Linked DNA regions of Mus musculus: regions 2, 3, 4 and 5 are each linked to region 1. The links are chromatin contacts, called in public Hi-C, HiChIP or PLAC-seq and promoter capture Hi-C maps. All regions are on one chromosome and are shown on one strand. Each heading gives the region's core, a stretch centred on a gene start, on an enhancer-like site or on the middle of the called end of the contact. The rest is flanking DNA. Distances are from core to core; before and after follow the strand shown. Region 1 holds the start of Stmn4 (stathmin-like 4). Region 2 overlaps Dpysl2 (dihydropyrimidinase-like 2). Region 3 overlaps Dpysl2 (dihydropyrimidinase-like 2). Region 4 overlaps Dpysl2 (dihydropyrimidinase-like 2). Region 5 has its middle 90 kb from the start of Gm5464.

What was found. Promoter capture Hi-C pulls out the DNA fragments that hold promoters and counts their contacts. Hi-C and Micro-C count contacts between places; a contact is called where the count stands out from the background. HiChIP or PLAC-seq counts read pairs in DNA pulled down with a chosen protein or histone mark.
Region 2: a contact with region 1 is called in a promoter capture Hi-C map of liver, with 2.8 times the contacts expected there. The contact joins the enhancer-like site here to the promoter of Stmn4 in region 1. A contact is called at or near these places in 13 of 39 promoter capture datasets (the 3T3-L1 cell line, 3T3-L1-derived adipocytes, cranial neural crest and 8 more), 1 of 484 Hi-C or Micro-C datasets (bone marrow-derived macrophages), 2 of 115 datasets of contacts at active chromatin or transcription factors (bone marrow-derived macrophages and embryonic basal ganglia) and 1 of 9 other capture datasets (embryonic stem cells).
Region 3: a contact with region 1 is called in an H3K4me3 HiChIP or PLAC-seq map of forebrain, with 4 times the contacts expected there. The contact joins the enhancer-like site here to the promoter of Stmn4 in region 1. A contact is called at or near these places in 12 of 39 promoter capture datasets (the 3T3-L1 cell line, 3T3-L1-derived adipocytes, the HPC-7 cell line and 6 more), 1 of 484 Hi-C or Micro-C datasets (bone marrow-derived macrophages), 7 of 115 datasets of contacts at active chromatin or transcription factors (embryonic basal ganglia, embryonic fibroblasts, embryonic forebrain and 4 more) and 1 of 9 other capture datasets (macrophages).
Region 4: a contact with region 1 is called in a Hi-C map of bone marrow-derived macrophages, with 18 read pairs. The contact joins the enhancer-like site here to the promoter of Stmn4 in region 1. A contact is called at or near these places in 22 of 39 promoter capture datasets (the 3T3-L1 cell line, 3T3-L1-derived adipocytes, the HPC-7 cell line and 14 more), 1 of 15 datasets of contacts at CTCF or cohesin (large pre-B cells), 5 of 484 Hi-C or Micro-C datasets (the G1E-ER4 cell line, bone marrow-derived macrophages, cerebral cortex and 2 more), 13 of 115 datasets of contacts at active chromatin or transcription factors (SST interneurons, cardiomyocytes, craniofacial prominence and 9 more) and 3 of 9 other capture datasets (adipose tissue, macrophages and pancreatic islet).
Region 5: a contact with region 1 is called in a promoter capture Hi-C map of stem cell-derived epiblast-like cells, with 4 times the contacts expected there. The contact joins the enhancer-like site here to the promoter of Stmn4 in region 1. A contact is called at or near these places in 26 of 39 promoter capture datasets (the 3T3-L1 cell line, 3T3-L1-derived adipocytes, the C10 cell line and 15 more), 1 of 15 datasets of contacts at CTCF or cohesin (large pre-B cells), 8 of 484 Hi-C or Micro-C datasets (3T3-L1-derived adipocytes, the G1E-ER4 cell line, bone marrow-derived macrophages and 4 more), 16 of 115 datasets of contacts at active chromatin or transcription factors (SST interneurons, VIP interneurons, cardiomyocytes and 12 more) and 4 of 9 other capture datasets (adipose tissue, embryonic stem cells, macrophages and 1 more).

The regions. Positions count from the first base shown.
Region 1 is chr14:66,341,554-66,347,254 of GRCm38.p6, reverse strand. It overlaps Stmn4 (stathmin-like 4), which reads right to left and starts at 2,959. Exons shown (of 6, transcript NM_019675.3): 1 at 2,844-2,959. Gm41183 (a long non-coding RNA gene) reads left to right here and starts at 3,526. Exons shown (of 3, transcript XR_874729.2): 1 at 3,526-3,567.
Region 2 is chr14:66,843,190-66,848,890 of GRCm38.p6, reverse strand. All of the region lies in intron 3 of Dpysl2 (dihydropyrimidinase-like 2), which reads left to right. Among named protein-coding and RNA genes, the nearest start is that of Gm5464, 23 kb to the left of the region's middle. Within about 2 kb of position 2,295, at least 203 of the 459 cell types and tissues checked have an H3K27ac peak or open chromatin away from gene starts, as enhancers often do. A contact at or near this core is called in bone marrow-derived macrophages, liver and neural stem cells, where this site is marked.
Region 3 is chr14:66,824,520-66,830,220 of GRCm38.p6, reverse strand. Dpysl2 (dihydropyrimidinase-like 2) reads left to right here. Exons shown (of 14, transcript NM_001378767.1): 5 at 239-300; 6 at 779-859; 7 at 1,382-1,450. Among named protein-coding and RNA genes, the nearest start is that of Gm5464, 41 kb to the left of the region's middle. Within about 2 kb of position 3,565, at least 62 of the 459 cell types and tissues checked have an H3K27ac peak or open chromatin away from gene starts, as enhancers often do. A contact at or near this core is called in embryonic basal ganglia, forebrain and neural stem cells, where this site is marked.
Region 4 is chr14:66,803,095-66,808,795 of GRCm38.p6, reverse strand. Dpysl2 (dihydropyrimidinase-like 2) reads left to right here. Exons shown (of 14, transcript NM_001378767.1): 12 at 755-934; 13 at 1,716-1,881; 14 at 3,360-5,701. The coding sequence ends at 3,451. Among named protein-coding and RNA genes, the nearest start is that of Gm5464, 63 kb to the left of the region's middle. Within about 2 kb of position 3,170, at least 36 of the 459 cell types and tissues checked have an H3K27ac peak or open chromatin away from gene starts, as enhancers often do. A contact at or near this core is called in the HPC-7 cell line, bone marrow-derived macrophages and pre-B cells, where this site is marked.
Region 5 is chr14:66,776,255-66,781,955 of GRCm38.p6, reverse strand. No RefSeq gene overlaps it. Among named protein-coding and RNA genes, the nearest start is that of Gm5464, 90 kb to the left of the region's middle. Within about 2 kb of position 2,620, at least 4 of the 459 cell types and tissues checked have an H3K27ac peak or open chromatin away from gene starts, as enhancers often do.

The DNA.
Region 1 (5,701 bases), core at 1,710-4,209:
AACCCAGTTCCCTCCTACAAAGCAAGTATGGTTTATGGGATAATCACTTAGATCTTCGATTCCTCTTTTCTTTTAATTTTAATTTTTCTTTTCGATTTTTCTTTTTCTTTTCTTTTCTTTCTTTTCCTCTTTCTTTTCTGCTTTTATGGTTGTTGTTTGTTTTCTGTTTTGTTTTGTTTTGTTTGGGGGGAGGGGTTGCCAAAATGAAATCTATATTCACTACTAATCCAAACAAAAACAGAAGACACTCCCACTTCCCTGAATTCCTTCCTTCTGTGCTGCAGAAAATATGTTCCAAGAGGCTCCTTAGGTGTCTGGAACCACAGACAACGGCACTCTCCGTACACCATACCCCAATTCTATACTACTTAGAATAAAGTTGAATCTACACAGAAGACACAGTTAAAGAGCAAGAACAGTAATTATTACATTTAAAAATGTAACATTGTTGGTAAAAGTTACTTTAAGAAAATGTTTTTTCCCCTAAAAATGCCCCTTGAATATTTTTGGGTGTATTGGATCTTGGGTAGCTGAGACAAAGGAAGGTGAAACCATGATCAAGGGGGACGACTGTGGTATGTCAGTTCAACAGTGTGCTGGGTGTGGGTGCTTTAGTAATCCTTCAGAGCATGGTACACCCCTGAATAAACACCTCTCTGGTTCAACAAGACTGGGATTTGTTGTAACTCTGGGTCATCTAACTGTAGGTAGAAGCAGGGGCATACAGTTTACAATATGGACGTGCTATTCCATTGCTGTGGGGCACCTAGCAGGTGGACAGCAGAGCGATGGCTGTCAATCAGGCGCAATGGCAGTTGCCACTGAGGAGTGGACATTTAACAGGTCCACTGTCTCAGTCTGCAGGACAAAAGGACTTCTGGACATTGCATGGACAACAGTGTCCACTCAGACACTGATGATGTAGATGGTCGTTTTCTTGTTGGCTACATTTTAATACAATCAAAATTTTAAAAATCTTTAACTGAAAGCAAAAAAAATGTTCAGCCTGGTGAATTTTCCATGAAAATGTAGGCTTGGGGCTAGAAGAGAGAAGCAGATGTCACTTAGCCCAATGATTCTCAACTTTTTATTGATTGGAATCCACAATAAAAGCTAGATTTTTATCTCATGATCCAGCATATGAATGCCACAAGAATACACATGTGTATTTGGATAGCAACACATTTATACACAGATATACATCTAGCTAAAATATATAGAATTAAATAGGCACAAAAAAACACAAGCCATTATACAAGGTGTGTTCTGCCTTCCCCCACCCCACCCCACCCACTCTGTCCAGTCTAATTGTATTTTTTAAATATCAGTTACATTCTACAAAATTGATCTCATTATCCTAGTTAGATTTCAGTCTGCAGTTCAAAGACCCTGATCTGACATAACCTTCACAGTAATATAAAGATGCCTAGTATCTCTCTGCTGGGTGTCATCCAGCCCCCACCCCCATGCTGTCAGGTCAGGGATGGGGCTCTCACTTCCCACAAGGCAGTAGGCTCTGTGATGGACCCACCTAGCAGGTCACTTCCCAGTTGTTCCAGATGGGTGGAGTTGGGGGAAAGAAGTCTGGAGCCAGCTAGAGGGATCTCAGCAGCTTAGGAAAGGACCAAGAACACAGCTTTATCCACAGGCAGGGAGCAAGGTGGGCTGGCGGCAAGGGCATGGAACTGGGTGGCTGTGGCTGCCTTCTGGCTTTACATTGACCTGCCCCCTTTGTCTTTGCTTCCCTCCACCACTATCATTATTTCCACATCTGGTGCATGATCTCATCTCCCAAGCACCCATCTGAGGGAGAACTCCCACCCCCCAGAGGACCCAACCTTAGGGGAGACAGATTCCCACACATTCCATCTCTACCCTTCCCCCCTCAGAACTCCAGCAGGTCACCATCAGGTCATCCCATCTGCTGCTTGGTGTTGGGGTATAGGGTATCCCTGTTTGGGGTCTTCAGAGGGTGACCTAAAGCTGTCTGACCTGTCCTCTAAAGTCTCCCCAAGAACTGTCCAGGTTGAGGACAATGAGGCTCCTCCACACCTGGGCAGATATAATTTTCCTGGGAGATATAAAACAAAGACAGCGCTGCCACGTGGGAACACAGCTATCAGACGGACATCAAAGCTCTGGATCCCTATATGTGGGGGTGAGGGGATGCTAAAACTCCTGGCTGGGGCTGTGGGCTGAGCCTGAAGGGGGCTAGCTGTGACTGGTCAAGATCAGAGAGCCTGGGTGTGGCAGTCCTGCAAGCTTGCATCCTCTGCCTTAGAGCCAGTTGCTGAGCCAGTTAGAATTAGGCTAACCTCAGGGTGGGGCGGGGCAAGGAAGAGGGGATGATCTCACTGTATCCTTAGGGCCAAGAGAGAAAAAGCAAGACTGCACAGAACTAAGGAAGAAAGACAAGATAGTCCCGAAAAGCAAATACAACAAGAACAGATGAAAATTTCACAGAGTTTCATCCACTGAAATAGGGTCTTCAGTCAGAGCAGCCCCAGAGGAAGCCGAGCTCCAGTAAACCTTCCTCTCCCAAAACCAAACATTTTTTAAAATGAAGAAATAACTCAGCTTGAACCTCCGACATATCCCACTCATCTGGAACAAAAATGATGCCCTGAACCCACCCTCGCCCCTCTTCAAGCGCCATCATTTTGCCTCACCCTGCTTCCCCCCAGAATTTGACAAAGTTTAATCCACTCAGTGAAACCAAAGGCAACACAATAGACACCAGACCCTCCGGTTTCTCTCTCCTCTGTGGCTGCTGTTTTGTTTCTTTTGTTTAAAACCCCCGCCCTCACCCCACCTCCGATTGTCCATATCTCAGTTTTACTTACCTGCAGTCCGGTTTCCAAAGCGAGCTGTTCTCTTCTCACTCCTTCAATTAGTGGTACCCTGGGCTTCTCTCAACATCAGCACCACTGCTGGGCTCTCATCATGACATCACCTCCGAGCTCCCTGATTGGCTAGCGGTGGGTTGCTTGGCAATTGGACAGTCTCCTTTGGTGGAGCCGGGGTTGCCTGAGTGAGTAACTTAGAAGGCTGGGGAGTGAAAGATGATGTCAGACAAAGAGCCTGCTCGCCCCCTCCCAACCCCCGCCCCACACGCACCGGCTGCCTGTGGGGCTGGGGAAGCAGAAGGGGAGAGGATGACCAGGAGTCAGGAGAGGGTGTGGTATGAAAAGGTGGAGGTTCCAGCACAGCTGGCAGCTTTCTAGCTAGGGGAAGGATGGATGACTTGAGGAATCTTTAGCTGTTCAAATCTGGGGTAGGGAGACTATAAAATCTAGAGGAGCAAGAGTAAGGGCAGATGACCCCTAAATACATCCCCCTGAAGACTTGGTGCTGACACATGTGGAGAATAGTTTAGATGGGAGGGGGAAACTGAAGAATCCCCAGGAGCCGGTGAGAGCTCTAACCTCACAGGTGTCCCAGGAATGTAGGGTTTCCCATTGCACGCCTCAAAAACACGCTCCTCCCTCTCTTTTACAGAATCTACGTAGCACTAATGTGTCTTCACAGCCCACTCGGCCAGCCTGGGCCAATCAGAGGGAGCCACAGGTAGGAAATTAAACTGGAGATCATTACACCAAGGGCATTCCTAAATGTGGTGGATTCCTGGAGAACAGAGATGGATCACTGGTGATAGCTTTCCTTGGGGACTGAGGGGACCCTCTGTGCAAATGCATCAGCTGGTCACACATTGCCCGTCTGCTGCAGGCAGCTGTTGCAGGGGGGAGGGGGAGGGAGGACAAATGGCCCTGTGGAGCAGAACTCCCCCTCTAAGTTCCCTCCTATGAATCCCCTGTCCTCACCTCCAGTCTTCCTTCAGTTCATTCCCTTTTCTTAGAAGGGTGCACTATGTTGTTGTAATATATTCAAACTGTGAAGTTTATTCTTTTAACTACTCCCAAGAATACATTCCGATTGGTGATTGTGCAGCCACCATGCTGTGTAAAGCCCGTCACCTCCCATCTTCAGAACTCTCTCATCCCTCCTAACTTCCATCCATACCCTCAAACCATAAATCCACCTTCCCCAACCTCTGTCTCCTGCGCAGCTCAATAAAGATGCCTGTCCTGGGCGCTTAGTGGAAGCTATCATACAATATCTGTCCTCCTGAGTCAGACTTCCTTCTTTCACGTGTTTGACTATCTTTGAGAAAGATTTGCTTGGTATTGATTGGCATCACACATCCTCACCCTCACCCTCATCCCCTAGACTGAGAACACACAAATCACATTGAATTCAACCCAGACTTTGAGATGAGGAATTTTTTTTTCTTTTTCATTGTTGTTTGAGACATGGTCTTGCTATGTAGACCAGGCTGGCCTTGAACTCATAGAGAGCTACCTGCCTCTCTCCTCTCTTGTGAGAGCTGGTGTGAAAGGCATACACTACCACACCCAGGTTTGAGGAGAGTTTTTAACAGCAATAGCATTTGTGCGTATCTGAAGTGGTGGCTGCCACACGCAGCCGCAGCTCACTGGTCGACTGTCTTGGAGCCTCTGATCCTGACATTTACCTTTCATCTACCTGCCACAGCCACAGTGCATGGGTTGGTTTCTCTCTGCCCGTCACCCTATGTTATTCTGCAAGTGTCTCTTTTGGACAGACATTTCCAAACCCCCAACTCCACACCAGGAAAAGAAGCTAACCTTATGCTGCTTGGCAGGGGCCTTGGGTTTCAGAACACATCTGGCTGTTTTTTCAGGCATCACCCTCAGGAGTGCAGCCAGGGAGGAATGCCATTCAGACTGAAATTCAATGAGCACTGCCACATCCCACCAGCCGAGGACCCAGATCAGACTCAGAGGTGTCTCTTACCATACCAGACTGGGGTCCAAATTTAAGCAAATTGCAAAGTGTAGCCACATTGCTGTCAAGAGGAACCCTCTCCCCTCCCCAATCTGCCCTTCCCAGCCTGGGGAGTCTGGAACTCCAAACACCACACAGATTAGCTAGCTCTGGCAATGGAGGGAGGGGATAAAAGAGAGTGGGTTGCCATGACGATGGTAGCCAATCAGCTATCTGCTGCTACCAAGAGAGGGAAGGGTAGTCTGAGTCGCCCTGCCTGTGAAACAGAGTGGAGCAAAGGTAAGATGGAAAGAGACAGGTCATCACTACCCAAGGCAAAGAACAGGAGTGGGAAAGAGAAGTGAGACGAGAGCTGCTCCTTCTCCAGAATCATCTAGCTATCACATGAAGCTGTGATCAACACACACACACACACACACACACACACACACGCACGCACTCACGCACGCATGCACACTACACACACAGCAGTCATTCTGTAAGGGTATTGCTTATTCGCACCATTTATAACAAAGACACTTCAAACAGTGCACCTGCTAGGGCGTGAGGCCTCCATCTGAATTTTGAGGCACACAAAATGAGCAAATAGAACAGGAGAGAAAGGTAAGCCAGGCCGAGCCACTGCCGGGAGTCTTACTGGATGGCTGAGTGCCGTGGTTTCCTTGAGGTGATATAAAATGATAAAGCAATGAAAAGTCAGAGTTCTTGTAGGAAAATTTACCAAGCAGCGCATCCAAAGAAAGCCATGGCCACAAAAGAGATCAGCAAGGTCAAAGCTAGGAGGTTAACAGGGTGAGACTAAAGCTGGAGACAGATGCAGAAAGCTGGGTAGAGACTGCTCCTCGATCTTCCCAGCTTGGCTGAGAAAGGCAGATTG
Region 2 (5,701 bases), core at 1,046-3,545, 500 kb before region 1:
AACTTCCTCTCTAGGAAAAGGTAGTGTGTAGTCATTACAAACTTCTGTGGAAAACTGCTACTCTGCTGGATGTCTTCACAGTGTATCTGTGGGAGACAGTCTGGTCTGTGTGGCCAGTTGGGTGTTGCTTTCCCTTTTGGGTCATGGGCTTTGAACCCAAGGCCTTGCACCTGTTAAGCACATTTACCAGTTAAGTACAAACCCAAACTCTCTTTACCCTCAATTTTACTTTCCTAATTTAAATTTATTAAAAATTTAATTTTCAGAGGAAAAGTGGAAGGAGTTGGTTCGCTTTCTACCATGTGGCCCTGGGGACTGAATAGCCATTAGGCTTGGCAGCCAGTTTCTTTACCTGCTGAGACACCTTACCAGCCCTAATTAGGTCATTTTTATTTTATTTATTTGTTATTTGTTGCCTAGAATGGTCTTAAAACTCATAGGCTCAAGAGAGCTTCTGCCTCACTTTCTGAATTCTAGGACTATAGGCAAACACCATTGTGTCTAATGGATCCCCTTCCCCTTTATTTTAACGAGAGAACTTTCGTGATGAACAATTTATCTACTATACTATTTTAGCACTGTATTTAAATTATATTTATGTGTATGGATGGGGAACAAGAAAGATCTTTTCTTCTGCTGGTTGGATAAATTGCGTGTGTGGTTCCCCTCGTTTTTTTTTCAGTTTTCAGGTGCTTTTGCGTTTGAAGCTGTGCTTCAGGTCTGGGTTTCCCTGTTGTTCCTGAAAACCGGGAGAGCATATTGTGAGCCTGTATTATTGTGAGCGCATACTTTATTTATGTGTGATGGGGTGCTGATGGGTGTCCCCTGGAGGCTAAGCAGAGGCCCCTTATCAGGATCCAACAGTGTTCGTTATCAGACGCTGTCCAGATTGGCTCATCCCTATTCAGTCTTTCTAACCAACTGGGGACAAAACACGCCCATCGAACCGTCATCCCCAGTGGAAAAGGGAGACACTGGCCAGTGCAGTGGCTGTGTCAGGCTCCAGTGAGGCTGTGATATGGTTTGTGCTGGACTTTTGAATTCAGTCCAGGTTCCTAGGAAGAAAACACCCCGCCCCCTCCCCCACCCCTCCTTTTGGCTTTAAATTGAGCCCAGTCAACAGATGACCTCACCAAGTCTTCCTTCCCTGCTGGACTTCGTTTGGAGGGGATGTAAGAGGCATTGTGCAATGTTGGAACAAACAGGGGAGGCCAGCCTTTTTTGTTTTTGTTTCTTAGTTTAGCTCCAAGCCCAGAAAACCGATCTATTCCTGACTGTACAGGGAGCCAGCCGCACAGCAGCTTTTGTGTGAGGGTGGGATGTACTGATCGGCTCCTGTATGCTCTGTGGTTCGTATTTGAACTAAGTGCTCCTTTCTTTACGGTAACCATGCATTATCCGTAAACTATGTCCTCACATATAGGTGTGAGCACAGTACGGTTTGTTTCAATCCATATTTTCACAGCCGAGTCACTGTCATCAGGCTGTAGTGTTTCTGTGTGGACGTCTAGGGACACGTACACATGACCCTTCTCCTTGACTGGCACATTGTTCTTTCCTGTTATTGTCTGTGGCCTTTGGGTTTCTGGGAGTATCCTGACCCAGCTTTGCATAAGTAAATGTGTGTGTTACTGTTAGTCTCTGCTAAGGGGAAGTCTAAAACCTCAAGTCTATCCTTGGATTGTCTTCTGGACAAGGAACCTTTGCAATGGAAACTGAGGTAATCGCATTCTTTGTACATAGAAGCCTTATAGCATATGGCTGGCCTGCCTGCCTGCCTGCCTGCCTGCCTGCCTGCCTGCCTGCCTGCCTTCCTTCCTTCCTTCCTTCCTTCCTTCCTTCCTTCCTTCCTTCCTTCCTCCCTCCCTCCCTCCCTTCCTTTCCTCATTTTTTCCTTGCCTCCCTCCCTTCTTCCTTCCTTTCTTCCTCCTTTCTTTCTTCCTCACTTAACTCCCTCCCTCCTTCCTTTCTCCCCTCCTCTCCTTCCTTCCTTTCTTTCTTTCTTTCTTTCTTTCTTTCTTTCTTTCTTTCTTTCTTTCTTTCTCTCTCTTTCTTTCTTTCCTTCTTTCTCTCTCTTTATCTCCGTCCCTTCCCTCCCTCCCTCTCTCTTTCTTCTTTCTTAATTTCTTGCTCTCTCTCTCTCTCCCCCTTTCTTTCCTTCCTTCTTCTTTCTCCTATGATGTTCTATCCTGCCCCATAATCTCTTATTTCTGGCCAGCCAGCACCCACTCTGTGGTTCTGTAGCCCAGGGCAACTGAAAACTGAGACAAACAGAGGAAGTGTCATGAATGACATATTTCTCCAGCCACCTCATCTGGCCAGCCCAGGCATTGGCTGGCCCACCCCGTGTCACCATGCTCAGTGTTGTTGGTGCTCACAGCTCAATCTGGTCAGGGAGGGTGGACCTAGCCTCATGAGGAAAATCTTTAGGCTGTCCTCGGTCCACAGACTTATCACATCTCTTGATTCTTTCTGTAATTTGCTCATTGTCTAGAATTTATTTCTGGCAGACTGTGGTGAAAATTGGGAAGTGTCTTCTATTTCCCTTAAGCTGCCCAAAGGCCTCTATGTTGCTCAAACACGGGCCTTACGTGCATGCATGAACTTCCATATACATGCATATACATTCACTCATGGGCATGGGCACGTGAGAGCACACACACACACACACACACACACACACACACACACACACACCCCTACACCCCTGTGGGCACATATACACATGGGAAAGGGAAAGACCCAGGCATCCAGCCAGCCCAGGCTTCCTGTGTCCCTAGGGGGTTTGAAGTAAGCTTTGCTCCAACACTGTCAGCCTGCTGTGCAAGGGGCTGATGGGGAGATCTCTAGGAAGCTCTGGGATCAAGTTGCTTTGGTTTTTATTGGGATGACAGAGAGCCCTGCTAATGAGGCCAGTTTGTTATCTGCCCTGATTGGCAGCTTTCCCCACATCTGAGTCCTCTTAACATTGGGAAGTGAGTTTACCTGATCCTAACACTTTCCATATAGGGGTGCTTTTTGTTTTGTTTTGTTTTGTTTTGTTTTGTTTTGTTTTGTTTTGTTTTGTTTTGTTTTGTATCCTGGCGTCCCTGAGTGAGTAGGTATGTGTGGTGGCGGGCAGTGCAGGGAATTTCCGCAGGAAGTGAGAAGCCTCCTTTCCTGACAGCCCTCAGAGGATCTCTCCGACTTAGCCACTTGCCCCATAAATAGGACAGCCTCGTCTAGTTCCTTGGGTTTTTGTCTGTTTCTGCAGAAGCCTGTTCCTCTGAGGGCATGATTCAGAGTTCCAAGTCTTTCTTGTGGTGCTGTGGCCTTGGCCTTCCCTCCGCACAGCCTTTATCCAGTTCCTCCTCACACCCTGTTCTTCCTCTGAAACTCCCTGCTTGAGGCCACCCTCATTCCCATCCCTTCCCCTGCTGATGGGGTGCGTGGCTGGTCTCCCCAACAGGAGCTTTACGCTTTAGAGACCACAGCACTGGCTGGGAATCACATGAAACAGCTTCCTGTTCTCCCGTGTTACCTGCTATTTCACAACAGCCCTGCGTGCAGTGATTAGAATAATGTCTATTTTACAGATAAGAAGACTGAGGTCCAGAGCGGGTCAAGGACCTTGAGGTTCTACAACCAGTGAGAGAAGTGGTACTGGGCTGCAAACCCAGGCAATGTGGTTTGAGTTTCCCACATAGATGCTCTTGCTGTGCCTCTTTTGCAGATGGGGAAGTTGAGGCACTGAGGAGTTAAATAACTTGCTCAGCTTTCTGGACCTCATCAAGGGTCGTGCTAGGATTCAAGGCCAGACCTGTGACTTGTCATGTCCCTGTTTCCTGCAAGCTCAGAGTGCACAGTTATAGCACTGGTCCCCAGACATTTGAATGAGCAACTATTTCCTTCCATCTTTTCAGATGAGTGAGCCCCCGTGGTCTGAGGATGTGAGAGCTGGTGAGTTTGAGGGCTTTCGGTGTCTCTGAGAGCAGGTTGCTGGCAGGGCTGGGCAGTCACTTCTCCAAAGCTAGAGGAATTCCAGGCTTGACACACCCTTTGGAGTCAGAGTGTGTTTCTCCCTCTGGTGAGGGGATGTGAACTGCTGTCAATGTGGCTTTTGTTCAGAGTCTGATCCAGAGTGCTTGTCAAATGACAGGAAACAGGAACCTCACCCCTCCCTCAGCCAGTGACTTCAACTTTTCTTAGAGAAACCCTACACAGCCCGGAGCCTGCAGCATGGCAAGTGAACGGGTTTGGCTAGAGTATTTTGGTCACCCTTGGCTCTCCTTGCTTTCTCCCGCAGGCCACGGTTGTGTCCTCCTGCTGCAGGCATGGTATTTTCTATGAATTGTCCTTGCTGTGACATGGACATAGAGTAGAGAGGGGACACAGCTTCTCTCAGTGCTGGGACTAAGTGCCTGAGCTGCCCTACCCTGTGGACTCCTTTGTGCACGCCTAATGTTAGCTGGGAAATTGCCCTGGAGGCAGGCCCACAGCTGAAGGAGGGCTGAGCGAGAGTTAGAATTAAGATGGCAAAAGTGGCCACTGATCCAGGCTTCATGGGATAGGGAGTGTGTCTGTACAAGACCCTCCATGGGTCCCTCTGTCCTCCTAGATGGGTCTTGGAAAGTGGCCAGTTTTCTAGGACAATGGCAGCGGTGAAGGGTGAAGGGGGTGTTGTGTTTGCCTCTTTAAGTAGCAAACATGTTAACTGAACACCAGAATTATCTGGAGTTTCTATGAGTTGCTGGTGGCAGAGTGAAGCCATTTTGATCATCTGGACTGAGAGCTTCAGTCTATCTGTTTATGCCATGCCAACTTCAGCATCCTCTCCAGGAAGGACCTCGAAGTAGTGGACCAGTTAGGAACATGAGTGTGTTCCTAAGAACATTATGCATCATTGGAGGGATGTGGGAACAGCTGCAAGCTGTTTCTCAGGGACAAGGTGAAACTGATGGACATCCCCAAGGGCGTCTTTCAAAGGAAGATGGAACAAGAAGATAGTAGCCCAACCTGCTCTTAAGATAAAGTGAAGCTCCACACAGGTAACAAGGGCATGGCCTGTTTTGACCCCCTCATTATATATATGTATCTGCATGACAGATTATGACAAATAGTTATTAATAAATAAGGTGGTAGGATTATGGGTAACCTTTTCTTCTATTATAGTGAAAAAGAAAAAAAAAGAGATTTAGGGTTCAGACCTGAGTTAAACTCCAAAGCTGCTCCATCTGGTTATTTATCTTTAAAAAGAAATATATATATATACATATATATATACATATATATGTATAATTATTTATATATATAAAATCACACACATATATTTATTTAGTGTTTGGAGGTGTATGCATGCACGGTGAGGGAGTGCCACAGTGTGGAGGTCGGAGGATAACCTTCAGGAGCCTCTTTTTTTTCTCTCTTTCTACCATGTGCTTCAGGTCATTAGGCTTGGTGGGGGGGGGGGGGGCAGGCACTTCCACCCACTGAGGCATCTTGACAGCCATGATTATCTAACTTTTAAAACTTGCCCAGAACCTGGATTCTTTGTCAGGAAAGTGGTAGGTGGTCCTAGCAAACTTTTGACATCCTGATCTTAGTTGCAAAATCTCTCCAGGTTGAGTCTACCCGGCTAGCTTATATGTCAGTTGGCTTCTTTGTCATGTGGTAACAGTCTTGTGTATGATGTCTTAGTCTTTGAAGACCTTCTGTGGTTAAC
Region 3 (5,701 bases), core at 2,316-4,815, 480 kb before region 1:
CTGTAGCTCAGACAGGCCTTGAACATGTGATCCTCCCGCTTCAGTAGCTGGGATGACAGGCATGTGGCTGTGCTGTTGTACTCAGGCTCTCCATCTCCTTCTCTCTTCTTTTGTCCCCTCAACACCCGCTCCCCTGCACAGATGTGCACAGGTCCACACACACGTGTGAACAGATTGTTTGCTCTGAGTTTATGTATTGAAAGTCACGTGTCTGCTTCTCTTCTTTGTCTGTCACCAGGGGTAAACTCCTTCCTCGTGTACATGGCTTTCAAAGATCGATTCCAGCTGACGGATTCCCAGGTAAGAAAGCCAACTTTTCTGAGTAGGTTCCTGATGTTCTGTTTAGTTTGGTTATGGCTGCCATCTGGGGAAACATTTCTTCCGCGTGTGTATATAGCTCACTCATAGCTTGATGGGATATGGGTGGCAGGTTTGGAGTTTAATGAAGTTAGCCTTTGATGGGGTCTTGCCCTTCTAAACTCTCATATCAAACCGTAACCTCTAATCAGGATACTGTGTGGCCTAGTGGTAGTGCTGAGAGTCTTGGTCACACCTGGTGCAGAGCTGGGTGTCATCTCCTGCATTTCACACTTCACCCCTGTCCTTTTGGTTGGGCTGCCTCTCTGACTCTCAGAGTGGCCAGAAGGCAGTCCCCTTGAGCCTATTGCCAAGCCAAGCCTGTCACAGCAGCCTGGGTGCCATTTCAACCCAGGGGATGATTTCCTTTGACCAGAAACTTGCAGGTTTGGGTCTCTGAGTTCGTTCCCTTCTTCCTCAGATCTATGAAGTGCTGAGCGTGATCCGGGATATCGGTGCCATAGCTCAAGTCCACGCAGAGAATGGTGACATCATTGCTGAGGTAAGGGACCCATCCTTTCATATTTTCTTCCTCTCCTGGAAAGCAAGCTCAAGAGTGTAGGACAGCTTTTGAAGCTGGACCACCAGTGTGAAAATCCAGAGGGCCGTATGGTCTGGTACAAAGGCTCTTCGGGGACTTTCTGCTAGTGTTTGGTAAGGCATATTGCTTATTTCCATTATAGAAAGGCCCCTTCTTTTGGCACTGCAGTGTAGCTGTTCTGGATGGAGTCAAGGAACACCGTAGTCACACTTGGATACCATCATATTACTGTGCTGTGGGCCAAGAGTGGCTGTCAGCTTCCCTGGGGATGCTGAACATATTGAGGGGCTCTAGAGGATCTGTCTTGCTCAAGTGGGATTGGAATTAGTATAGTGATGCCTCTTTCTGAGGTCTGGCATGACACCCGGTATCCAGCAGGGCCCACTGAACTTCTTGCTAGGGAGCTTTTTTGCCCAGGTCTCTTGGCATCCGCCACCTGAAACCCACCTTCTCTGACCACTCGGCTTTCTATGCACATTACAGGAACAGCAGAGGATCCTGGATCTGGGCATCACGGGCCCCGAGGGACACGTGTTGAGCCGGCCAGAGGAGGTGAATATCTGGGACTGGGATGTGCGACATGATGTCTCGTAGATTCTGTGCAGGGCCTCTCCTCCACCCCTGTACCTGTTGAAAGTGGGGCTTTTTGGATGTGCTTTGGTCTTTCAAAGAAATGCGTGTGCATGTGCATGCATGTACATACCCATTTGCAGTACCGCCAGTCCCTTAAACATAGGATGGAACCACAGAGTTCCTTTACACCTCTAAAACGCACATGATGAGTCATTGCTGAGTGCAGCACACTCAGTAGGGCCTGGTGGATAGAACCATTGGGAGCCGTAAACAGGATTAGCCCAGGCTGAGAAGCACAAGGTTATCACACTGGACCGTGGAGCCTGTAGGTCAGAAGGCTGCAGGTATCATATCCGTGCTTTTTCAGAGGCTGGTCCTTCAGTATAGGAAAAGGTCTGTAGAACGGCAGGCAGTCTTACAGCTCTGAGGGGCAGAGGAGGATGGAGGAGTTCAGCAAGGAACAGTCTAGACTGCAAAGATTGCAGGCAAGGGGAGACCCTCAGGGACCTGGGCGGATGGAGGTTCAACATTTAAGGTGTCCCTTCCAAAAACAGGACAGAGGGGGATGTTTGGTAAGTGGCCTGCGAAGGAGATGGGGCCACTAGATCCCAGGGCTTGGCAGAACAAAGTGTGGGAACAGGAAGGATGCCCACAGGAGCTAGCTCTCAGGGACCCACTGTTCTGGTTAACCCTTTACGCAGAAAAGTTACACCCATGCGTACGTGGCTCAGCACAGGGCCTCCTCTTTGGCCATTGTCTCACAGAATTAGAGCACTGAGTGACCAGTTCTGGACATCCTGAGGCTCAGCAGGGCTTAGGAGCATGGTGGGAGGAGCCTAACTTAACGCCAGGCACTGAGTTTGATAAGGCTCTTGAGTAATTTTGCCCCATGTCAGTCCTATGGGTGGGAGGAATCGAGGGAAGGAGGGAGGGAGGGAGGGAAGGAGGGAGGGAGGGAGGGAGGGAGGGAGGCAGGCAGGCAGGCAGGAAGGAAGAAAGGAAGAATAAGATTTCGAGCCCTTCACCCTTGCTGTTCTTCCTGATGGTGGCTGTTTCTTCTGTCAAGCTGAGTCTTTTGTGTTTTAAACTCTTGAGGGGGCGACACAGAGAATCAAACATGGAACCACTCTGAATGGACTTGGCCATACAGCCCACTTTAGGAAGAGACCCCCCAGCACATAGGAGGCAACACTAATGTTTTAACTTTGTGTAGTGTCAGGATCTCGTCCGTCTGTAGCACCATGATGGCCAGCTTGGTTTGAACTGTGCAGGGCGGCCAGCTTCCTGCCGCTGTATGCTGCTCTTCGCAGTCTACCATGTGCACAGCTCGCAGCTCCGTAGGATTCCCCCCTCAAGAAGCTGGGAAAAGGGAGACCGGTAGGAATGCCGGATCTAGGGATCACCTGTCTGAGGTGGTACCGGTGAGAAGCACATGTTCTGACCACCGCAGTGCCTGGACATCTGTGGCAAGCAGGGGATGGTGCTCCCTGAGTCTTTCAATGAGCTGGTGACAAAGCCGCAGACAGGAAGTATATCTGTGAGCCAGAATGTGACTTACTACTAGCAAAAGGCAGCTGGTAAGAGCCTGAGGCCAAAGAAGATCTGTACAGCAAAGCCATCACAGACGGAAGGCCTTTCCAGCTGGGCCTCGCAGGATATATGACCGAGGCGTGTAGGTTGCCAAGGCGGGAGGGACTTGCCCAGAGATTGTCTGGACTCTGCTATGGGTCCTTGGATAGGTCATTTCCCTGTGGTGCTTGTTCTGCTCCATCTATAAAATCACATAGACAACCTCCCAGATGTTCAAGGTCTCTATAATAAGCAGAGGTTTTATTTTTAAGCGATTACACCCTTCCTACAAGATTTAAAGAGATTTTGGTCAGGGCTCAGTGCACAGTGTTTGTTGTGTATCAGAGGCTGGACTGTTCTAGCTGGAGAATGGAGAGCGAGGCTTAAATACTCTCTTCTTCCAGAGAGCTAGCGTTTTTAGTTTGGCCCCTGTCCAATTTCAGGCCACTCTGTGGAGCCAGATGGAGCCTGAATTCCATTCACAGTGTGTATGCAAATCCAGACAGACCCCTGGGACAGCGAGTCTTCCTCAGGAGTCTTAGTAGCAGCCAGTCCCACTTGGCTTCTTAATTAGAGGCACTGCACACCCCGCTTTACTGAGGACAGGCCTGTAGCTCCCAGACTTTATTTATAGTGTGTCTGTCCTTTTGTGAAGGGTCTGGGCTGGGAAGTCTGCAGGGCTGTGTCTGACATCCCTGTGAAGTGTTGAGCATCTTGGAGTCCTTTTCATTCACACTTCAGAGACTTCTGAGCTGACAGCCCCACAGGAAACTTCAGGGAGGGGAGGGAGGGCAGGGAGCAGGAGGGAGGCTCTCTTCAGCTATCCCTGGAATGGGAAACATTTGAGTGTTTGGTGAGTGTTTTCTGAGAGCTGGTTGCTTTCCTGTAAGATTCATAGACTCTCCTCACATAGTTGATGCCCAGAAGCTGAGTGTGAATGAAGGCCGGGGTCTCCCTCACTGGGAAGAGCACAGAGAGCAGCGACAGACCCCAGCCCTGCCGTGCTCCAGTGGAAACTGGACTAGTCAAGGCAACTAACTGTAGGAGTGCAGCTATCTCCTCTGAAAAGTGACCGCCTGGCTTTTAAAGTTACATTAACAAGATGAAGCCATTTATGTTTTGACCCTCTGCTTAGGGATGTTGGGAGTGGGGTAGTATGGTAGGCAGAGAAAGGGACTATCTCCCTTCTTACCTTTAAGAATTTACACCACAATATTTTCTTAGGACTTGGCAGTGACCTTTTGGGATCCCGTTTGAATCAGTTTCTTCTGTTATGATGATCCCACGTTGTTGTACATAAGATATACCTCCATAGCAAGGCGGTTTTCCCGGTTGTGTATTCGGTAGATGTGATGTGGAATCTGAAATTCCATTCCCTGAGGATCAGGCATAAAGAGCCAGATGTTCCATTTGGGTAGTTCTTCATCTGCGTTGAAGGTCGTACCAGGCTGTGGCTGGCCAGACACACTCTTGGGGGAACATGGTACAGCCCTAGTCCATTCCAGAGACTATTGAAGCTTGTTTTGTTTTGTGGGTGATGTTGGCTTGGCCCACAAGTATCTGGCTGACTTGTCTCCAGAGTCACGAACATTGAATGTCTTCACTCTGGATCATGAGAGCAGAATGAATATCCACATTGAGATCAGCCAGGGCCTGGGTATTCTCAAATGTGAGCAAGTGAAATTGTTACCAGAGTCTTTACGCCTAACAAGACTGGGCCCTGGCAGCCCTGACAAGCACGGCTTGATCATCCACAGGCTAATTAGAAAAACGAGCAGTGGCGAACTGTGGAGAAAGGAGATTGGTTCAGTGTAGTTAGGGTAGGAAGAGGAACAGAGATCCAGCGTCTTCCTGAGCCCATCCTCAGAGTCCTGACATAAAGCTTAGGTTCAACTAGCTTTAACTAGGCTGCTGCTCATGGTGGTACACTTGGTGGGCTGTGATGAAGAGATGAGGAAGCAGGATCAGGAGTCTCTGGCCAGCCTGGATCTTTAATGGCTTGGAGATGTGGCTCAGTAGCTAAGAGGGCAGGAACGCTCACACTGCTCTTGCAAAGGACCCAGGTTTGGTTCTCAGCATCTACGTCAGGCAGGTCACAATTGTCAGTACCTCCATCTCTGGGAATTGTCAGTGCTTCTGATCTCCGTGGGTACCAGCACGCATGTGCACACCCACCCACCGGCAGACACGTAGTTAAAAAGGACGAAATAATAAGAGCTCTTTAGATAGAGGGCGCGAAGCATGCTTAGCCAAACAGTCCACGTCGTGGTGTGGTCCCTCCCACCCATCGCTGCCTTGGCCTCTGCTGTCCTGGAAGGTGTTCTGTGTACTCAGAACTGTGTGAACTGCCTTTCCTGGAGACACGTCTCTCCTCTGGCAGGCACCCAGCTTCAGGCTTTTCCTTCTCCCACTGTGAAATTTCTCCTCAGAAAACTCTATAATTTCTTAGAGGCCATTGTTTCAGTACTTTGATAACTAAAGGGAGTGACATAAGTTATCTTCATAATATCTTGTTTTCTGCCAATATTCACCCAGGGTGGTTACAACCCACTTGGCAATGTTACTAGACTGTGGGTCTAGGTGGAGCCTGTGGATCTTTGTCCTGGGTGTCACTTAGGAAAGAGCCTTGGGAATCCATCTGTCTCTGTTAGTGAATAAGGA
Region 4 (5,701 bases), core at 1,921-4,420, 460 kb before region 1:
TCAATCCTGTCATGGGCTTGTTGTCTTTTATGTGCCACCAGTCCACGCAGTTGGGGACGTTTGGTTTAACCACAGGATGCTTAAGTCCGTGAGAAAACGGCCTCGTTTTGCAATTTAGTTTGGACCTTGTTCAGAGGCGAGCCTTGGGAGTTCAATCTGCACAGGGGAGAGTTGGTGGAAATGGGAAGACAACCCCACCCCACCCCATTAGTGTTTCTCTTTTCCCTTCTTTTTTTTTTTTTTTTTTTTTATAGAATTGTGGATTGAATCCAGGGCCCTGTGCATTCTAAGAGTTCAGCCACTAAGTTCTACCACTGAGATTCACATCTCCACTCTGAGCTACATCTTCGCTCCACTAAATCGCCCAGGCTGGCCTTGAACACACTCTAGCTCAGACAGGGTCTTGACCTGAGATCTTACTGCCCCAGAATTCCGGGTGTATAGGTCTGCCTCACAAGACCCACCCAGAATGATTTTCTTTTTATTTGTAAAGCATTTACACACACACACACACACACACACACACACACACACACACACACACACACACACTATTGTTATTTTCTTCAGCTATTGCCCTCTCAGATTTGGAGTTGTGGATGAGATGAGTTCAGATTCTAGGCAGAGAAAGCATGGGTCCCTGGGGTGGCCAGCAAGGACAGACAGCCTTCTTCTCTGGGGTTTGTCAGTAAACTCCATTTCCTTGAGTCCAGGGGCAGGGATTGCTCTCATGATGGCTTGTCTCTTCCCTCAGGCTCTTGAGTACAACATCTTTGAAGGCATGGAGTGTCGCGGCTCCCCACTGGTGGTCATCAGCCAGGGCAAGATTGTCCTGGAGGACGGCACACTTCATGTCACTGAAGGCTCAGGACGCTACATTCCCCGGAAGCCCTTCCCTGACTTTGTGTACAAACGCATCAAAGCAAGGAGCAGGGTGAGTGGTCTTGCAAGCTTTTAAATATCGTGGGCTGGTCTCTACTCCGCAGATATCCACTAAGCACCATGAGTCAGAATACCGAGATGGGGGCACAGAAGGATAAAGGAAACCTGACATTTTCATCCTGAAGCTTAACCAGCTGCTGGGTGAGTCTGGGATGATTAGAGCTTTGATGCTGAGTGTGGGGTAAGGACTCACCCAGAGGAGGGAAGCACTGCTCTAGCATCATGGAGCAGGATGACAGGGAAGATGGACAGTTGGGCTTTGAAGGCTGAGTAGGAGTTTCTCAAGCCAAAGGATGGAGATAAAGATACTAGAAGATGGAATATGACCTGTGGAAGATGTACAGTGTGTCCAGAGCGTGGTGAACATCGCGTGGCTGGTGGTCAGGAACTGTGAGGTGGAGAAGGAGTAGAGCTTTAAGGGAATTAAGAGAGGAGTGATATTGGGAAGACAGTTTTGTCTTGAAAACGGCACGAGACCCTCTTCGCAGTATGATCAGAGGCTTCTTGGAGGGTTCAAAGGTGATGTTGACACGATGGGGGAAGTTCTAAGAAACCAGTTGAGTAACTCATCAGGGAGTCACCTTGGGAGAGCGTTTGGCCTAGAACTTTGGGGGCTGGTTGCACATCTTTCTCTGTTGTACCTGTCTATAATGGGGGCCATATCCCCACACATCATAGTCCTGTCTCGGCTACCTCTCCGTGACACTGAGAAGGTACAGGGAAGATGTCCTCTGTGAATGTGACATAGGCTGTGGGGTGATTGTGTGTTTCAGCTGGCTGAGCTGAGAGGGGTCCCTCGTGGCCTGTATGACGGACCGGTATGCGAGGTGTCTGTGACGCCCAAGACGGTGACTCCAGCCTCATCAGCTAAGACATCCCCTGCCAAGCAGCAGGCACCACCTGTTCGGAACCTGCACCAGTCTGGATTCAGCTTGTCTGGTAAGGCCAGGGGGTGGGCCGTTCCGGGTAGGTTCCGCAAGCTCTGTGGAGCCAGCCGGAGGCTTTTGGCTCCACTGCTGCGGAAACCGAAAGGCTGTAAATGGCAGCTGGGTTTCAGAATCTTCAGATCGGTTTTTGTGCCATGCCATGCTGAGACACCCACCCTGTGAGTGAAGGGCCGTTTCCTCATCTGTCATGTCCGTTGTTAAAGAATGTGGAACTGGGAGTTTCAGCAGTCTCACCTTGCTCAGGCCTTCCGTGTGATGAGTCGCAGCAAGGTTCCCTGTGGAGTTGCTGTGACATCCACTGCTACACCCTCAGTGGTGAAACGTAGATTTCTGTCTTGGAAACATCCTGCCCCTCTTTCTTTTGGCCCACAACAGGGCCTTTCCTCTCTCCCCCGGTGCCTTGAACTTAGACAGCGTAGTTCATTACATAGACTTTCCTTTTCTTGTCCCATCTGCTGGATTTTATGAAGTGCCATCTGTGCCCATGAGGAATGAGGAACACTTCAGGGTGTTTTGGTTTAGGAGACAGACCCTTAAGCCCTGTTGTCCTAAAGTGTGAGATCAGTCACAATGCGTATTCCCATATCATTCGCATAGACAGCACAGGTTGCCAGTCTGTTGTGTAAAAGAAATGATTGGGACTGGAAGCTAGTTTGCCTCTTTAAAAATTGGAAAAATATGTAGATATTGAACCATGTTGTGACTAAGACCAAAGTCCAAGCACAAAGTGTGGGCAGGGACAAATGGCTCAGCAGTTAAGAATGAGCTCACATCGTGTTGGGGACCCAAGTTTGCTCCTAACACCCATGTCTGGTGGCTTACAACCATTTAGAATTCTAGCTCCAGAGAAGCCAGCGCCCTCTTCTGGCCTCCTCAGGCACTGCACTTACGTGTATAGCCCTCCTTCTCCACATACACAGATACACATAAATTAAAAGTAAAAATAAAATATTAAAAACCAAAATGCAATACTTCTATGTTTCATATACATATAACCCAGTCATGAAAGGGATTTGAGACAGTATTTTTAATTACATCAAGTTCCACTACAGTTAGTCACATCAGGTCAAGTGTGGAATTTTCCACTGGTCACATCCTGTCAACCCTCAAATAGGTGTAGAGTTTAGAGCATTCTGGGTCTGGGAGCTTCAGATTCAGGTTCTTTATCTGAACCATCCATTCCTCCTGCGTGAGAGGCGTGGGTCAAAAGAGCCATACTCTCTAGTACCTTGCATCGAGTCTAGACTTCCCCAGGGAGAGGAAGTCACTTGTAGGCTGAAGGCAGGCCCTCCTACTTCCTGTAGTTTGAACTTCCTGTAGTTAGTGAGGTTTGGAGAAAGAGGTCGGGACATGTGTGCTTGGTTCAGCTTTTTTCCCCCCAGGATTGTTCCTGGGCATACCACAGGAGTCTGGTTTTATTTCTAAAGACCCTCACGCTCACTCGTTTCTTGTCTCTTCTTTCTTCTCTAGGTGCTCAGATTGACGACAACATTCCCCGCCGCACCACCCAGCGCATCGTGGCACCCCCTGGTGGCCGTGCCAACATCACCAGCCTGGGCTAAAGCCCCTAGGCCTGCAGGCCACTTGGGGATGGGGGATGGGACACCTGAGGACATTCTGAGACTTCCTTTCTTCCATTTTTTTTTTTTTTAAAGAGCCTGTGATAGTTGCTGTGGGCAGCCAGTTCCTGGGGCTTCCTCTTGGGCCCCCTGCACTCGGTCTCCCCTGGAGTTTCTGAATTCTCTCACCCAAGTCCCTACACAGTCATGAACACCACACCCAAGCCTAGCCATCCACCCCACACGGAGCTGCATCCAACATGCAGACATGCGCCACCAAGCAGATCCCAGCAAGGGTGCCCCAGTCACATCCTTGGCCATGCAGTTAGCACCTTCCTGTCATGGGGAAGATATAGTGAATTGCCCTGAGCTGCCTTCTTTTCTTTTTAAAAATTTTTAAATAAGGTTTTCTTTGTGGGACTGGGGAGGGGTGGGGAGGGTGGGAGAGATTTTTTTTTTTTTTAATACTAAATTGAAAGCCTGATTCAATATTAATCCTCGGGTCTTGAACTGGACATCCTAATGATGCAATTATGTAACCATTAAGCTGATTCCGAGGCTGGCAGGCTAGGGCCGCCCCTCTGGAAAGGTTCCATGTGTCTCCATCCCCATCCCTTACTCTTCGGGTCAGCTGTTGAGAAGAGGCGGGTTTTCTTCATTGGCCTAGATTTTGCGGCAGATTAGACCTTTTGAAGGTTCTCCACCATTTTCGTACGTCTCCTGTCCTGGTTTTTTCTTCTGCACTCTTGGAGAGATTTAGATGTTGGTCTCCTGGTTTGTGTTTCTCCGAGACAATGCTCTTTTTTTTTTTTTTTTTTTTTTTTTTTTTTTTTCCTCTTAACTCTGTCTGCTCTTAAAGCCAGGCAACCCAGTTTGGTCTCAGGCATAGCCTGAGCAGATCTTAGTTTTGCCCCCACCACCATAGTTTTGTGCTATCCTAGTTTCTGTTAAGATTGGTGCTATCCAATTCCCATCACTAGGAGGTGGCTGAGCTTGAGGCTTGCCAGACACAGGAATGGCCCCGATTATGTCACCAATATTGTCACATGTGGGCCAAGAATAGAGTCACATGTGGTGGAAAGATGAGGAGTTAGGCTGTAGAAGTGACAGTTTCCAGTCAAATCTGTAAACCCAGCCCCCAAGCTGAGACCAGTCTCCCTGTGGCGGAGCCAGCCAAGATGGGGCCATTCTCTCTGTGGAGGAGCCCCTTCCAGCCTTTGTCAGGAAGTGTCTTTGGGGATTCTAGAATGTTGGGACTTCTCAGTGTGTGTGTTGTGGTGGGGGAACTTTTTTTTTTTTTCTGTACAGTTTTTTTTTTTTTTTTTTTTCTCAAAAGGTCTAACATGGTGGTGGAAGGTAGAAATCTTTGGGATACTTAGACTTCAAGTCTTTTACAAGAGGGACAACCCTATTTTGGGAAACAATATCTCATGGGAAGAAAACTGTACACACTGAACGCATAGCCCGCTTAGAGATCACATCGCCTCTTAGAGACCATGTCACCTCCTATCTGTCACCCTTCCTCTTCCTGTCACAGTGACAGGTCTTCACTAGCTGGCTTCTTTCTGTACTTGCTGACTTCTGTCATATTTCTTTCCAGATGTGTTTACAGGTCCCTGTAAGCAGTGTTAGGTCCATAGGCTTTTATGACTCCAGTCTGCAAGCAGTGTTAGGTTGACCTCATAGGCTTTTATGATTCCAGTCTGCTGGTATGAAGCAGAGCATCAAAAAAAATTCGTGATTCCTTGAGTGTCCACACGTTTTGTCTTTGGGGGTTAAGGGTTGGGATTTTGGGTTTGTTGTTAATTTTGTTGTTTTAAAGGTAAATTGCACTTTTAAAAATTGGTTGACTTAATATATTTGCTCTTTTTTTTTTTTTACCTGCACTTAGAGAGGAAATTTGAACACCAGAAACCACTTTTTTTTTCTCCCTGTTTATTTGTTTGGATTCTGAGAAACTTGCAGCTCTTCACCATTTACTCCTGATGTTTCTTGTATGGGGCCGTGGCCCTTTTGGTTGTTTTTGGTCATTTTCTTAAAAACACAACACAACACAATACAACACAACAGTTTTAAACCTGAAGATTTCCGCAGTCCGTGTAAGCATGTTTACCCGTTGGCTCGCTTTCTGTGTCTGTTAAATGAATGTCATATGTAAATGCTAAACTAAGTCAACAGTGTCTCAGAACTGAATAACTGCAGTGACTTGATGCTCTAAATCATTGTAGGATTTACCGCTAGATGGTTTTGAAC
Region 5 (5,701 bases), core at 1,371-3,870, 440 kb before region 1:
GGAAACAGTAGCAACTCGGCAGTGGTGAAAGTGGTGCACATGGCCTTAACCACAAGATGAAGGGAAACACATCCATCTCTAGTGATACCATGTGGCAGCTCTGGCCCCTGTTGTAACACTTTGACAAGAAGGACACTTGGTGGCATTCTTTCTTAAATCCACAACTCCAGGAGACAGCATGAAGTTTAAACATGAAGAAAAAAAAAAAAGACAGAAAATCCTTAACCAAGCGACACTTTTTAAAATTTATGATGATCACTCTTCATGAAAAGCAAATGGGGCTAAGAGACTGATGAGACATGACAACAGAACCCACATTGGATCCTAGAATAGAAAAAATAATACTAATGGAGGAGAACTGAAACCTGAGTCAAGCTCAGGTTTAGTTATTAGTAATGGAGCAGAACTGGGTTCTTGGTTTGAAAAATGTCCCCCAGCAATGAAAGATGGTGACATTAGGGGACACCTGGTAAAAGACAGTGGTATACAAGCTCTCTCTACTATCTGCATTATATCCTAACATAAAAAATGTTCTTGCCCAAACAGTCTTTTTTATCTTCCTTTTTTTTCAGCCCAGGACCTAAGCTGGTTGAGGTTTTGGTTACCTGGTAGCATGATCCAAATATTAATTCCTAATAGATCCAAATTCTTAGTGGTTAGTAGTAAGATTCTATTAGACAATCCACAGAGCCACTGGCTTCCAGGAGCATCCGTTTCTCTTCTTTGTATTGCAGTCATCCAGCTACCTGGAATCAATCATCAGAACTAGTACAGAAGGACCCTTCCTCATTGGTTGAGAGGCATGAGGACCCCAGCAAGACTAAGGATGCTTGTAATGTAATTATTGTATCTGTCCGTTGTAGAAGCACTCCTTCCCTGAGAATTAACATCTCCAACTTAACTAGACAACGATGGACTCCTGAAGTTCTGCAAGGTGATCACCAGCTCTGAAAGTGAAGGAGGTTAACTTCATCCCATCTAGGTATTCTTGGGCTCATGTCTGAGCATGATGAAAGGACTCAGTAGTCTATTAGTTTAAGTATAAAGTGCATCCTACAAGGAAGAACCACTTAGGATATCCTTTAAGTAACATCATACCTGAACCTTTAGGAAAACATTCCACTGAGCCATTGGGTTCTCATGGGCCTGCCATTTCTTGGGATGAATCAGTTCTTCATTAGACCAAAGTATACCATTCAGGGCATGAGCTCATCATTACACTTGCATCACGTAAACACATGGATATTCATACTAACGAAGTACTTGCATACAGAAAGTGTAGTCGTGAGGTTAAATTCGTGACTCCTTTTTGTGGGAGAGGTCAAGACCAATTAACAACAACCAGATAACTGCTAATCTCCCCAGGGAGAAGTCCCATGATTCATGTCCAATGTTGGTCTTTGCGTTGAGGGATTAAACAGGGATGGTAATTAGACCAGCTTCCGTGGACAGAGTTCCCATTAATGGATGGATGTCTGCTCAGACCTTCCTGACCACCAGAGCCTCTGCTGTGGAGGAAACCCAGTCACGTGCATGCATGTCTCCACATCGATCAATAGTCACAGATCCACCTTCATATCTGGTCGCTAATCCTCAATCCTGTTCTCTCCAACTCCCTGACCAACTGCTGGGACATTATCTCCTCTACCAAAATCAGTTGAAGTCTCTGCCTCTGACTACCTCTTCTTAGAAGACAGACAATGTGTTGATTGAAGGTTTTCTCTGTCCTTCAGAGCACCATGAAGTGGGCTATTAGCCCATTTCCCGTTCCTGTTTTGCTTGGAACCACCCACCGGCAGGGCCAGAGTCCATTTCTCCCTTTAGTCAACGGCTGAGAAGGAATCCCCACTACGTGGCTGTGCTCACTTGCATTTACTAACTTGAAACAAACTAAAGACACCCAGCAAGAGAAAGCCTCAACTAAGAAGCTGCCTCCATCAGATTGGCCTGTAGGCAAGGTGTTTTTTTCATTACTAATGGATGTGGGAGGGCCCAGACCACTGTAGTCTGTGCTACCTTTGGGTAGGGGGTCCTGGATTGCATAAAAGAAATCGGAGTCAACTACAAAGAACACATCAATAAGCAGCACTCCTCCCTGGCCTTGGCTTTAGTGCCTGTCTCCAAGTTACTGTCCTGAGTTTCTGCCCTGATTTCCCTCAGTGATAGACTGTAAGCTGCAAGCCATGGTGTTCCTCAGAAAGATAGGAAATAGACTAGGCTAGTTTTATAGGTTGGCTTGAGTCAGGGAATGCGAAGATGAGGGTGGGGTGTTGGCCAGCCCGAGGCATCTGCATGGGTGTGTTGTGTCTTTGAAGCTGCTCAGCTTGGATTCAGTCTACCATTAGTACATACACACATACATCCCAGAACTTAAAATTCCTAGCCCTGGGAGGTACTGTGTCCTACCACGTCCCATTCAAAATGGCAGCTCAGGCCACACAGAGCCCCAGGATGTGTCATGGCCAGGGGGTTCAGTCTTTAGCAGGCCCAGTTGTAAGCTGGGAGCCATTTCTGAAGTGGGAAATGTTTGGCTGACAGCGAGAACAGTGCTCTGATCCGAAGCTTCCCAGCCCTGCAGGATGCTGCCGCCACTGAAGCATGTCGGAGTCTTCACACAATCCTGCTGGTTTCCATGGAGATTTCATGCATCATGGACATTCTGGGTCATAAGGCCCAAGCGACAGAACAGTTTGCTTTGGGGGTCTTAGCTTGCCACAGTCACTTCCTTATCCCCAGTCCCCATTTAGTTGAGTAAATGGGTCAGAACTGCACATTTCATTTTATTTTGGTTATCATGTAGCTCAAGCTGGCCTTGAACGTGCAGTGAAGCTGCGGATGATGTCTGCGCTGTGCCACTTGGGACATGGTACAGTTTGAGGTTTGCTGTCCGAGCAGAGCAAGGATGTTGGGCTCAATCTTTCCTACAACAGCAGCTCTTGCTGTGTGTGCCAGAGAGCCAGTGTGGAATTCTGTCATTGTGTCGCAACATTCTAATTGTTTATTCGGGGCATGGAGAAGAAATGGGTAAGGAGCAGTCATTTTCCTTGTACCATTTGGGCTCACTGTACTCTGGACTTGAGTTGAAACTGCATTTGTTAGTTGATTGACACAGCCCCCTTCCCCTGTGAAGGTTATTAGATCACAAAAACTATTTGGGTCCTTAGGAATCAGATGGATTCTCAGGTGGTATCTGATGTTCCCCTAAAGGTCCAGGCATTCCCCTAGGTGGTTGGTCTCATGCCCAAGTTTATTGGATTTGAAATCAATTAAGAGACACAGGACTGGGTAGATCTGTGAGGCCATTTTCAGAGTGGACTGACTGTGGGGAGCCCCTACTCCAGAATGGGTGGCACTTTCTGACAGTAGTCAGACACATAGGAATTCAAAGGGAAGGAAGCATTGTTGCTTTGTCTGCTTAAGTTCACGTCTTGCTATTGGCTCATCTGCTCTGTTGTTACTGCTGCTACCACGCTGACATTGGGACCAAGATTCCTGGGTCTTCCAAAGGTATGAATGTATGTATGTATGTATGTATGTATGTATGTATGTATGTATGTATGTATACCAGAGGCATGCAGTGCCTGAAGAGGCCAGAAGAGGGTTCTGCATCCTCTGGAACTGGAGTTGCAGTGTCTGCAGTCAGACTCTTCATGGTTGCTTCTCTTCGTGCTCCCCATTGTTCCCAGTAATCCTCACACCACACCAACCATAGCCTCCCAAGAATGGAGCACAGCTCCATACAGAGCTGTGGTAATTCTGCTTGTCCACAAGATAAGCCAGTAGGGATTTACGAGTGTTTGGATGTTCTGGAGTGGTAAGCATTTGTGTATAAAATCTATCCTTTAGTGGAGATAGCAGGGCTGGGGGCCTTAACTGATGTCTGCCAGGCTGGTGGCTGATGGTTAATCAGATGGCACACACACACTTCTAGTTTATTATGGTAGGCACTTCACCTTTCTAAATTTGATTTCCAGCAGTAGCCTTCTAGGAAGAGGGAGTCCTTCCCATGGTGACGTCTGAGGACTAGGGTGCGACCTCCTTGCTTGACTCTCTTGTCCTTGAGCACATCTTGGGTTTCTCTAGGGACTCACTTCAGTTAAGACTGGTGGGCAAAGAAAATATGCCAGTGTCTTCATCTGAGAAACCACAAAAATTGGAAGGGGTGTGTGTGTGTGTGTGTGTGTGTGTGTGTGTGTGTGCATGCATGTGCACCATGGTTTGCATGTGGGGGACAGGAGACAATCTTGGATGTTGGCCCCTTGGCTTGTACCATGTTTAAGACAGGGTCTCTTGTCCCAGTCCTGGAAGATCTGCTGCTTTAAAGAACATTTAAATGACGGATCTGAAGAGTACTTAACAAGGCTTGGATGACAACCCACAGCTCTGAAGCTGGCTTTGTGCAATGCACGGTAACATCTTTGAATGCTGATTGTCCAGCACTGTGACTGGCCTCTTTATATCTGCTATGGGGATCAAAACAAAAGCAGAAAAAGCCCTTTGGTCCTGGGAAGCAAAATAATGGCAATTGGCTGAAGAAAACATGGAGTCACTAATGTTAGTGCTTTGAGTGGAGTTCTTAGACAAGAACGGTGACAGTTGCAAAATCCTATCTATGTAACCTACTATGTGTCTGTGTAGCCTAACTATGAAAGTACATTTCTCTTGCTATAGGATCACACACGGTGCTTCTTCCTGTCTATCAGTGGAGATAAAGCCTCAAAGGGTGAAGGCAGCACTGAGGCGAATGGAGATGGCCTTCCTCTTACAGTACTGTTGCATGAAAGTCCCGGGCTCCTTTTGCAAACCCCAGATGGGTTATGAGACCCAGAGTTGCATCAATGTCTGGGTTGAGTTCTCTGAGCTTGAGAGAATCAAATTGTTTAACTTCTAGTGCCTGTGTTACCCCCTAGAAGTTTCTAAACACTAGTTGGAGAATAAAGTCTGGCAGTAAGCTACCTCCTTTCATTCAATGCAGCATATAATTAGCACAAGTTGGTCACAGAGCATATCTGTCTAGGTTGGACTCAATCTTTTGAAGACATTTCCAGTACTGCATGTGGTAGGATAGATTTTATTTTATTTTATTTCTGCTAGAAAATGGATAGCTTTGTCATTTATTTTGAAGAATTTAAAAGCACAGAGAGTTATTCGGGTCCCTTGGCATCAGGAAGGGAGTACAAAGGGCTTAAGCTTTGGTCCTGCTCCTGAGTGATGCGGGTTTTTATCTGGATGCATCTGTGAAGACTTCTCTTCTCATCCCAGCTCCGAGTGTAGGAAGTTTACCTGCCTAATGGCTATGGTTGGAGTATTGGAGAGGCTAAAAAGCTACAGGTGAGTTGTTTGCTTTTGTGAATTCTCAGGTCCAGTTCTAGGAAACAGCTTTCTCTGTAAACTCTTGTAAGGACTTGAGCAAGCCAGGATGTGTGTTCAAGTCAGAGTGGCTCCAGCTTGAATGCACAACTACCTCCCCTCTCTCAGCGGTAAGCCTCTGCCTTGTTCATCCTCGCAGTTGAAGGAGCATCAATGACATCAACATTTGCAAGCTAAGGTGCTCTGTTACACAGGGTAAAAGGGTGTGTGAGCCCTACCTCCTTCTTGGACACGTGTGCTTCTGATAAGAATGGGAACCAGCCTTGGTGCCCATCAATAGATGAATGGATAAAGGAGATGTGGTGCTAGTTCCCCATGTGGTTTTATGTAG